Linked DNA regions of Mus musculus: region 2 is linked to region 1. The links are chromatin contacts, called in public Hi-C maps. All regions are on one chromosome and are shown on one strand. The core of a region is the stretch at or near the end of the contact, and the rest is flanking DNA. Distances in the headings are between cores, read along the strand shown.

What was found. Hi-C and Micro-C count contacts between places; a contact is called where the count stands out from the background.
Region 2: a Hi-C map of trophoblast stem cells shows a contact between it and region 1, with 1.7 times the contacts expected there. The contact joins two enhancer-like sites. A contact is called at or near these places in 4 of 39 promoter capture datasets (the C10 cell line, cranial neural crest and fetal liver), 2 of 15 datasets of contacts at CTCF or cohesin (large pre-B cells and stem cell-derived epiblast-like cells), 36 of 484 Hi-C or Micro-C datasets (B cells, the C2C12 cell line, the CH12 cell line and 21 more), 8 of 115 datasets of contacts at active chromatin or transcription factors (bone marrow-derived dendritic cells, embryonic stem cells, fetal liver and 1 more) and 1 of 9 other capture datasets (embryonic stem cells).

What each region holds. Positions count from the first base shown.
Region 1 is chr4:135,590,674-135,595,282 of GRCm38.p6, reverse strand. No RefSeq gene overlaps it. Among named protein-coding and RNA genes, the nearest start is that of Grhl3, 19 kb to the right of the region's middle. Within about 2 kb of position 3,217, at least 5 of the 459 cell types and tissues checked have an H3K27ac peak or open chromatin away from gene starts, as enhancers often do. A contact at or near this core is called in trophoblast stem cells, where this site is marked.
Region 2 is chr4:135,658,702-135,663,147 of GRCm38.p6, reverse strand. No RefSeq gene overlaps it. Among named protein-coding and RNA genes, the nearest start is that of Gm30941, 6.9 kb to the right of the region's middle. Within about 2 kb of position 1,542, at least 69 of the 459 cell types and tissues checked have an H3K27ac peak or open chromatin away from gene starts, as enhancers often do. A contact at or near this core is called in trophoblast stem cells, where this site is marked.

The DNA of each region.
Region 1 (4,609 bases), core at 1,968-4,467:
TAAATGAATCTGTGAGCTCCAGGTTCAGTGAGAGATGCTGTCTCAAGAAATAAGGCAGAGGCCGGCATGGTGGCACAGGCCTTTAATCCCAGTGCTCGGGAGGCAGAGGCAGGCAGATTTCTGAGTTCGAGGCCAGCCTGCTGTACAAAGTGAGTTCCAGGACAGCCAGGGCTATACAGAAAAACCCTGTCTCGGAAAACCAAATAAATAAATAAATAAATAAATAAATAAATAAATAAATAAATAAGGCGGAGGTTGCTGTCCGAAGAGAAACCGTCAGACTATAACAGGGTGGGAGGACTGTGCTTCTCTGAAGGTGGAAGTAGAGAGTGAATGTAAAATATTGTATTTTCTTGCTTGAAACGTTTTAACGTAATAAAATATATGTATGTACCTTTGTATATGTACTGTGAGAAGTCAACCTTAAAACTTTTTCTTCTTGCTGTGCTGGGGATCCAGCTCAGTGCCCCAGCATGCTAGGCAAGCACTCTCCCACAGACCCACAGTGCGGGCCCTTGGGGAAACGCTGCTAAGAATTTCCATTTGGTTCCCTGCAGGCAGTCCTTGCTGGCAGTATCTATCCTGCAAAGTTGCAGCAAAGACCGGATTGGTAAATACCTGGCCTCTTCGAGAGAAAAACAGCACCTTCCCCAATCATGGTCTGTCGCTTGCATGTGCTCCTGTTTAAATACATCTGTCTTCCTAGTTTATTTGTATTTTATGCGCATTGGTGTTTTGACTGCATGCATGACTGTATGAGGCCAGCTAGTGCTCTTAACCGCTGAGCCATCTCTCTAGCCTTAAATACACCTCACTTAATAGAAATCATGTATTCATGTGTAAATGAAGTTTGCCTGACATACATGTTCTTGGACCACAGCTTTCTTACGCTGAAGAACACATACCTGAGAGCTGTCTATGTATGCATATATGGTGTCTCCATGATTGCAGGGGTGTGAGCATGAGGGTGCATGTTTATGTGGGAACCAGAGGGCGTCCTCGGACATCCTCCTTCAGGCAACCTCCACACTGCTTTTTCGAGATGGGCGAGATGGGATCTCTCACTGGCCTGGTGCAGACTTGGGTTCTGCAGACAGAGCGCAAAACCAAAAACCACTTTAGTGATGAAGCTATCTACCCAGTCGCGCTTGACAGTCACTTTAAACCACAAAGTTACCCAACAACAGCAACAACAACAAAAAACCCTGAAATGTGGCATGTGTGACGTTATGCAGATCTTCTGAAGGACTCCTATCCGTGGGGCAGGAGCCAGATGAAGAAAGAATATTGCTTTGTTTGATCTCAGCAGGGCTTGCGTCAGGACACTAAAGCCTTTGCTACTCTGTGCGAGTGAAGACTGGTTGGAGGGCCACAAACAGGCTAGCTTGGCAGATAGTCTGCTCAAGACACCAAAACCATTGTGTTTTGTTCATAAGTACGAGTCTTGTCAACATTTCTATAAAGCAATCTGAAGAGAAGCCATCAAAGCCTCAGGAGGAAGTGTGGCGGTCTGTGGAGTGGGTAAGGAGACTGTGGATGCAGAGAGAGCATCAACCGTGTGGACTTCAACCTTCCGCTCCTTGGAAGGCTGTTTAGCTGCCGTAAGCCCCTTGGTGTCCCTGGCTGCCACCAGCTGGCTGGTGGCCTTCCGGATGTCAGCATCTGCATATGGATTCCTCTGCTGGCGTGGATGTTGGGTATCTGTCAAGTAGCTGGTATGGTACTTCGTAGTGAGAAGTTAGGTTTCTTTAAATAACACAGAAATATTATGGGAAACATGTTTTTGTTTTAACCCCAAGTGTGGGATCTGGGGCTGCTTCACAGCAGGTGACTGTGATTTTCCTAGTGCTCTAGCAGAGGCATGGGCTTTGCCAGCCGCAGACAGTTTCTGCGATTGTGTAACACTTGGCATTCTGGGGACTTTTCGGAGGATGTATAAATGTGGGAGCTCCCATAGAAGGGGCTGGTTGGGTGGTTGGTGGTTGGCTGCTGTTGGTTGCAGTTGTTGCAGTTTGTCAAGCAGTCAAGTGCAAAGAGACAAAAAGATGAAATTAGATACCCTGATGGCAAAGATTTAAACTTGTCCCAAGGAACTCGATGCCCCTAATCAGCAAGAAGTAGTCTAATGATATCATCACCCCCTTTCCCCTCTATCCTAGTGTTAGGGGGTCCAAGGGGTGGAGAAAGAAGGGAAAAAAGGAACCCACAAAGTAGCCAAAAGTTCAGCTACAGTGCTTGCCATAGAGGTGCTCAAACAAACAGACAAACAAACAAAAACCACAGCAACAAAAGACCCAGCTGTTGTAACGCTGGTGATCTCCCCGTGTTCTGCATGATGTCAGAGTGTTTGGCCAAGGTTTGGGGGAGGGATATCTTATGTTCATGCTCTCATGGGGCCCACCTAGTCCCTCTGTGGCTCCTCAGGCAACTATCCTAATATCAAAAACTAGTCAATAAAAAATTTCATGACCTTGAGCCAATTGGATTGCTTTATTTTTGAAAGAAAAGCCCTGTCCTCTCATCTCTGTCATTTCTGATTCGGCCCTGGGTCTCCACTCTCCTCCTGGGACTCACAGGAGACTCATCCACAGGATCTTGCTGGGGTGTGACTAACAGACAAGAGTGAAGGCCAGATAGCAGCTCACCCGGGCAGGGCAGGCCTGTAGCTTCCCACCAGCTCAGCACAGAGTCTGGCTCAGATTGGCAGCCTGGGAATGGCTAAGCTGAAGAGAAGAGAGCAAGACCAGTAGATGAACGGAAAGAACTTCTTTCCTGTCCACGGCTGAAAAAGCAAGCAACTGATACACAGTACAAACTGCCACAGAGTGTTCCCCTGCCTAGCTGGCTGCTCTCACGACAGTCTTGGAGGCAAGTGTTATTGTCCCCATTTTATAGAGGTACAAACGGAGGCGCTAAAAAGCAAAGTCACATGTCCAACATCACACAATTCATTGCTAGGGCCAGCTAAGCTTGTACCCACATAGCTGTCTTCAGAGGCTGCCCCCCAGGTAGTGTCACTCTCTAGCCTGTCTCTTTGGTACCGCCCTCCAAAGGTGATTGGGGGGGTACCTCAGAGCTGCCATCCTGGGCCCAGGCTCTGAGACTCCTCTGCTCGTTCTACTGCCTGGTTCCAGCAATCCTCGCAGCCCATCCCCCTCACCTTTCCTTCCTGCAGCCAGTGACACGCCCAGCCCAGTAACTCCCTGTCCTCTGAGTATGTTCCTGTTCAGAGGCCTCTGGGCAATTCCTTCTTCCTACTCAAGTCCATCCCAGGGGACGCCCTGCTCATGCCACTCTTCTGCCTGTGCCTGTGATGATGCTGTCCACCATGACCATCCCAACCCAAGACATTTCCAGCCCAGACCCCGAGAATCAGCACCCTTTTGAAGGAAGATGCCCACCTCTACAAATGCTGTAAAAATCAGCACCATTGGTCCTGGGGATCAAGTGATCTGACAGGTCCCTGCCATCAGGGGTCACCAGAGGAGAGACATTCAGACCCACTGTAGTATGGCTCTCTGGCAAAGGAACCTGGAGCAGGAACACCGAGCTGCTCTTTAAAGGCATGGATGCTTGGAGCCACCAAGGAATGTTCTTGATGGATACAGAATGAGCCAGCCTTGAGTCCCAGTGCGGAAGATGCAAGGACAGGAGCATGCTGTTATCTGTCTGCAGGGACTGTGCTAGGTGGTGGGGACCAGGACACAAACTTGCTGGTCAAATTTGCACAGTCCAATGGTTAATCACAATGGCTCATGGGGGTAAAGAAGCCCATGGATCAAGTATGTCCACACTCGAGCAACCTCTCTCCCCTCTTTGAGCCCCAGTTTTCCGTCTGTGAGTAAAGGGTTAATAAAAGAATGTCGTAGGGCTAATAATATACCTGTAGTACCAGAGCAGGTTTATGCACACAGTAGCCACTGTGCATACATGAGTGACAGATTCTATCTGTCCTGCTGGGCCATTGGGATGGGTCCATTAGATCACAGCCAGATCCTGGCAGGCATGCACATCGCTGAGAGGAGCTGTTATTTAATATGAATTTGGCTCAAATTCAATCCATTACATATATGCTCTTGGGAAGGAACCAATAAATATCTGGGCAGAAACCTTAGGGATAAGTCTCACTCTGCTGTCTCCCAGGAAAGGGACTGTAGTTATCTTTTTTTGTGGGTGGGGGTTCTGAGGTACAGTTCTAGATGTGACCCGCTATCCAGCTCAGAGACAAAGTAACCTTCCATCTCGTCTCCATCTGGTTCACCTCCAAACCCTGTGATTGCCCATCCATGCAGAGATATGACCTGACCCCCAGAACAGTGAGGTGCCCCAATGCCCCGGGGGCCTCCAGTGTGGAAAAAGGGTCCATAATTACAGCTTTCATCAAGGAAGTTCCTGCTGGGTCCCTCCCCTGCCCCTCCTACCTAGGTGTGCCCTGAAGCCCATGTCAACCCACATTGACTGATGGCTTGGCGCATGCTAATAGCACATTGTGCAATGTATCTCATCTAATCCTCTTGATTTCCCCCAGTTTCCAGATCAACAAGGCAAGGCATACCAGAGTAAAAGGCCTTATGGTGACTTCACCACCAGACAGACCCAAGGTCCTTTT
Region 2 (4,446 bases), core at 293-2,792, 70 kb before region 1:
TGTGTGTGTGTGTGTGTGTGTGTACACGCAGTGAAATGCCTCAGCACCTAACAGCATTTGCCAAGCAAACCTGACAGCCTGCATTTGAGCCTCAGAAACCGTGTAAAGATAGGAGAGAATTGACTCCTGACAGTGTCCTGTGACTTCCCACACCTGCATGTGCGCATGCGTACACACACACACACACACACACACACACACACACCAGCAGATGGGTCCACAGAAGGTTGAGGACTAGCTAGCCTGGCCTCTGAAGTTCCAGGTCAATGAGAGACACAGTCTCAAAAGGTAGAAGGCCCCTGAGGACAACGGCCAAGGTTGTCGTCTGACCCCTACACTCTCTGTGCGAACTCTCCACCAATAGACACAGAGAAACGATTATTCTGGCTGTAGCGGTCACTTTACTTTTAGGACTCTGACAGGCTAGGGGTGGGGCTCAGTAACAGGGGGGGTGCCTCATATGCATAAGGCCCTGGGTTCCACTCCTAGCACTGGGTGTGGGGAGGTGGGATGGGAAAGGCTCATAATGGTTTGACAAACAAACCAACAAACAAAATAGTGTCTGTGTCCTAGAAGTTTGAAAAACAAGCAAAAATTTAGTGTCTGTGTTCCACTTTGCCCCAGTGACCCCCCCCCCATCTTTTTGTCTGTGCTGGAGACTGAACCCAGGCATCCACAATACACGTTTGACCACAGATCTTTGGCCCAGCCTTGAGTCAGAACCTTTGTAATGGGCCCAAGGTCTGTTTTATTTGCTCTTAGACGTTCTCCAGCTCTGGAGCTGGGGACCCCTTTGATGGGTGTGGGGGGTGGGGGATGGGAGGTGGGAGGTGAGAGTGTGGGTGGGGTAGAGGATGGGTTAGCCGAACACACGGAGACTAGGGTGTGATGCAGGCTGAGGGTCCCCACATAGGGACTTCGCAAAGCAGCTGCTGCCACTTGTGGGTCTGTGGCAACCGTGCACCTGCTTCTCGTCAGGTGTCTCATCCCTCCAGCCAAGGCTGAGTCAGCTTGTCCTTGAAGAACCAGGTGGAAGAAGAAAGGAAGAAACCTTGAAGAGAGGAAGAAACCTTCTGTCAGTGGAGACCACTGAGGTATACAGGGGTGCAGGGACTTGGCCAAGGCCCCAGCCTTTAAGAAGACAAATCTAGTCTGGGTCTCTGCTGTAATTCTAGCACCGAGCTGAGACACGGACAGAGAAAAGCACTCTGTGTAAAGATCCCCCTGACGGTCCTCGTGGCCTTCTCTCTCTCCCTCTGTCATTGCTTCACGAGGGGGATATTGGGATATTGGTCTGGTTTCTAGAGGTTGAGTCCTGGGCGGGGCAGGCTCCAGGGTTGCTGAAAGCTGTCTGGCGTCCCCACCTGGGAGAGGGTCCCTGGTGAACACACTGCTTAGTTTCGGTCCCAGGTCCCTGCATGCTCTGTAGCCCTGCCCTGTCAGCTGAGAGGGTGGAAAGGAGGCACCCAGCCGCTCCCAGCTCTGGGCTGGGCCATGGAGCTGGCCAGCACCTGCTCAGAGCCTCTCCCACCTCTGTGGTAGCACCCACTTCCTTCCCCCCTCACTCCTCTGATTGGCCAAGGGGATCTCTAGAGGAACCTGAGAAAGCCTGAGTCAGGTTCCTGCCCTGGGGGTTCCCTCCCTGTCTCTGTGTTCTGGGTTGGCTGCCTTTTCCTTAGGGGAAGTGACTATAGGCACACAGTCCTTAGTAGCCCAACTGTGCTGACTGTAGCTTGTCTCTCCCACTGCAGTCCCTACCCTGGAGGAAGAGAGAAGAGCTTTGTAGCCCTGACGATGGCGCTGGTCCCTAAGCAGGAAAGAGCCTGACCCCTCCCCAGCTGGAACCCAGAGCTGACTCAGGAGAGGTTTGTAGACCTGGAAGCCAGGGCAGAGAGCCAACAGCTGGCTTTGACAGTGTGCAAAGAGCCAAGTGTCCTGAGGGTGTGGCATGCTCACCCCTGCCCTCCTCCCTGCCACAGGATGCTCCTCCTCCTCCTCAGTCAGCTCCACACTCCTTCCAGGAAGCCCTCTCAGATTGACCCTACCACCCTGCTCGCCCTATCCTCTGTGAAGCAAGAGGAAGAGAGGACCCTGAGAAAATGAGCATAAGAGTGAACGACTTCTAGATACTAATGCGGGGCAGAAGGGCTCTCAAGTCCTTGCTCATAGCATTGGGCTCCTCTTTGTGGGTAATTCCCTCCCCATGCATGAGTCAGACATACATACATGCACACACACGTACACACATGTGTGTAAACATACACAGACCCACACATATATACACATACATACATGTGCGTACACACACATAATGCACACACTCATGTGCACACACACACATATATATACACACATACACATGTGCATGCACACATACACACACATATAAGCACATGTGCGTACACATGTACACACCCACATATATATGCACATACATACATACATGTGCAGGCACACATACACATACAAACATGCACACACAAACTCATGTACACACAGACACACACACACACATACATGTGTGCGTGCTCACACAAGGACACACACAGAGACACCTCTATCATTATATTTTAGATTTGAACAGATATTTCCAAAGTATGTTTTGGAAGTAACTCTGCATTCACAGTTACCCAGCTGCAAAGCAACCCACTAGGGCCATGAGACGCCTGTGGTCATAGATTTGGCAGCCTAGGATCTTGGGCTCAATCAAGTCCCTATGCTGCAGGCCTTCTCAGAACCTTTAGTGGTAAATAGACTTCCCAATTTCCCAGCACCTGCAGTTTTCCAAATGTACATGGCCTTAGAATTGTGTATCTTGGCTGGGCGTTGGTGGCACATGCCTTTAATCCCAGCACTTGGGAGGCAGAGGCAGGCGGATTTCTGAGTTCAAGGCCAGCCTGGTCTACAAAGTGAGTTCCAGGACAGCCAGGGCTACACAGAGAAACCCTGTCACCAAAAAAAAAAAAAGAATTATTTATCTTATTTTTTTTTTTGAGATGATCTTGTTGTGTAGCCCAGGCTAGTCTCAACCTCAGTATCCTCCCCCACCCCACCCCACGTCCCCAGCGCTGGCATTATAGATGTTCACCACAGCAGCTGGTGCTCTCGCTTTGTTTTTGATAATAAGATGGCTCATGGTGGGCCTAGCGTGTACCTGAGCTAGCTTTGAAATGATGGGATACAGAATATTCTAGAAAGGGCAGAGCCAGCTCAGGGTTGACTTTATAACAACATAATAAGTCTGTGGAATGAGAGCTTGCTCCATGTCAGATCTCAGAGTCTCAGAACAACGGCTGAGATATGTTCTATTCCAGAAGGTGGGGAGAGCACCTAGCTCACTGAGTAAGTCTGCCGTAATCCACCGATCCGTGGGTCCCTCCGAGCCGTGGATCCTGCAGTTATGGGATTTGGGTGGGGTGGGTCCTCTGGCGTATTGTGTTCTCAAAGGACAGAATTCAGTCACTAGATGCAGAACACTTCGGCAGAGTTTGTTTAGCAAAGCAAGGCAAACGTTCCAAGATCGGAGTGGGCCGCTCCTGGTGGCCAGGATAGCACGATGACTCTGGCTTTTGGATTTCAAACCGTTTCTTGTAAGTATTTATGAGATTCATGGCGTGTTCATCGGTAAGTCATGGAGGCCTAGGTGCCATCCTTTAAGGTATTACTGCCCATCCCCCGTCCCCACCCCGGTCTTCTATAAAGGCCAGCAGAGGGTAAGGTGTCAGAACCACAATGCAAATGGTATTGTAATGAGCCCCATGTCGTTGATAATGCTCCTGGGGCCTTAGTTTCTGATAAATTGGAACAACCCTCATGGTTTAATCACAAAGGACAGCTCTGGCCATCAGCAGACACAGCTACCAATACCCAGATGCAGCTTTCCCAGGCCACCTCGTACGTACCCCAGCTTGCAAACTGCAACTGGCGTTTCTCAGAACAAGATCCTAGGCTATTTTCAGCCTCTGTTCGAGGGCAACACAGAACGGCACTCAAATTCTCATTGGCCGCCATGGCACAGGCAGTGCTGATGGACTGGTACTCAAGGTGCGGGGTCCCCCACTGGACTGATCATGGGCTCTTTACTCTGAGGGAAGGCTGGGAGGTTTGACCACTGGGGATGGGACGCCGGGGGTTTGAAGGGGGCTGGCACATGACCCTCGGAAAGTTTTGCTGGGTTCGTAGGTGAAGAGTGTCAGCCAGATTGGGACTAGAGGCCTCCGTTCTGCCTACAGAGAGAAGTAGGGTGTGGTTACAGCCCGGAGGATGCCAAGAATCTCAAAGTAAGATCAGAACACAGACTAAGGAATCAGGTAGATCTGAGTGCAACTGGAGCCAGCTCAGGCTCTGTCTTGCAGCCTGGCAAGCCTCCTACCCTCCCAGAACCTTGGGTGTTGTGGGCACTAAATCGATCAACACTGCTTGGCTCCAGGCAGCCAGCCAGCAAGC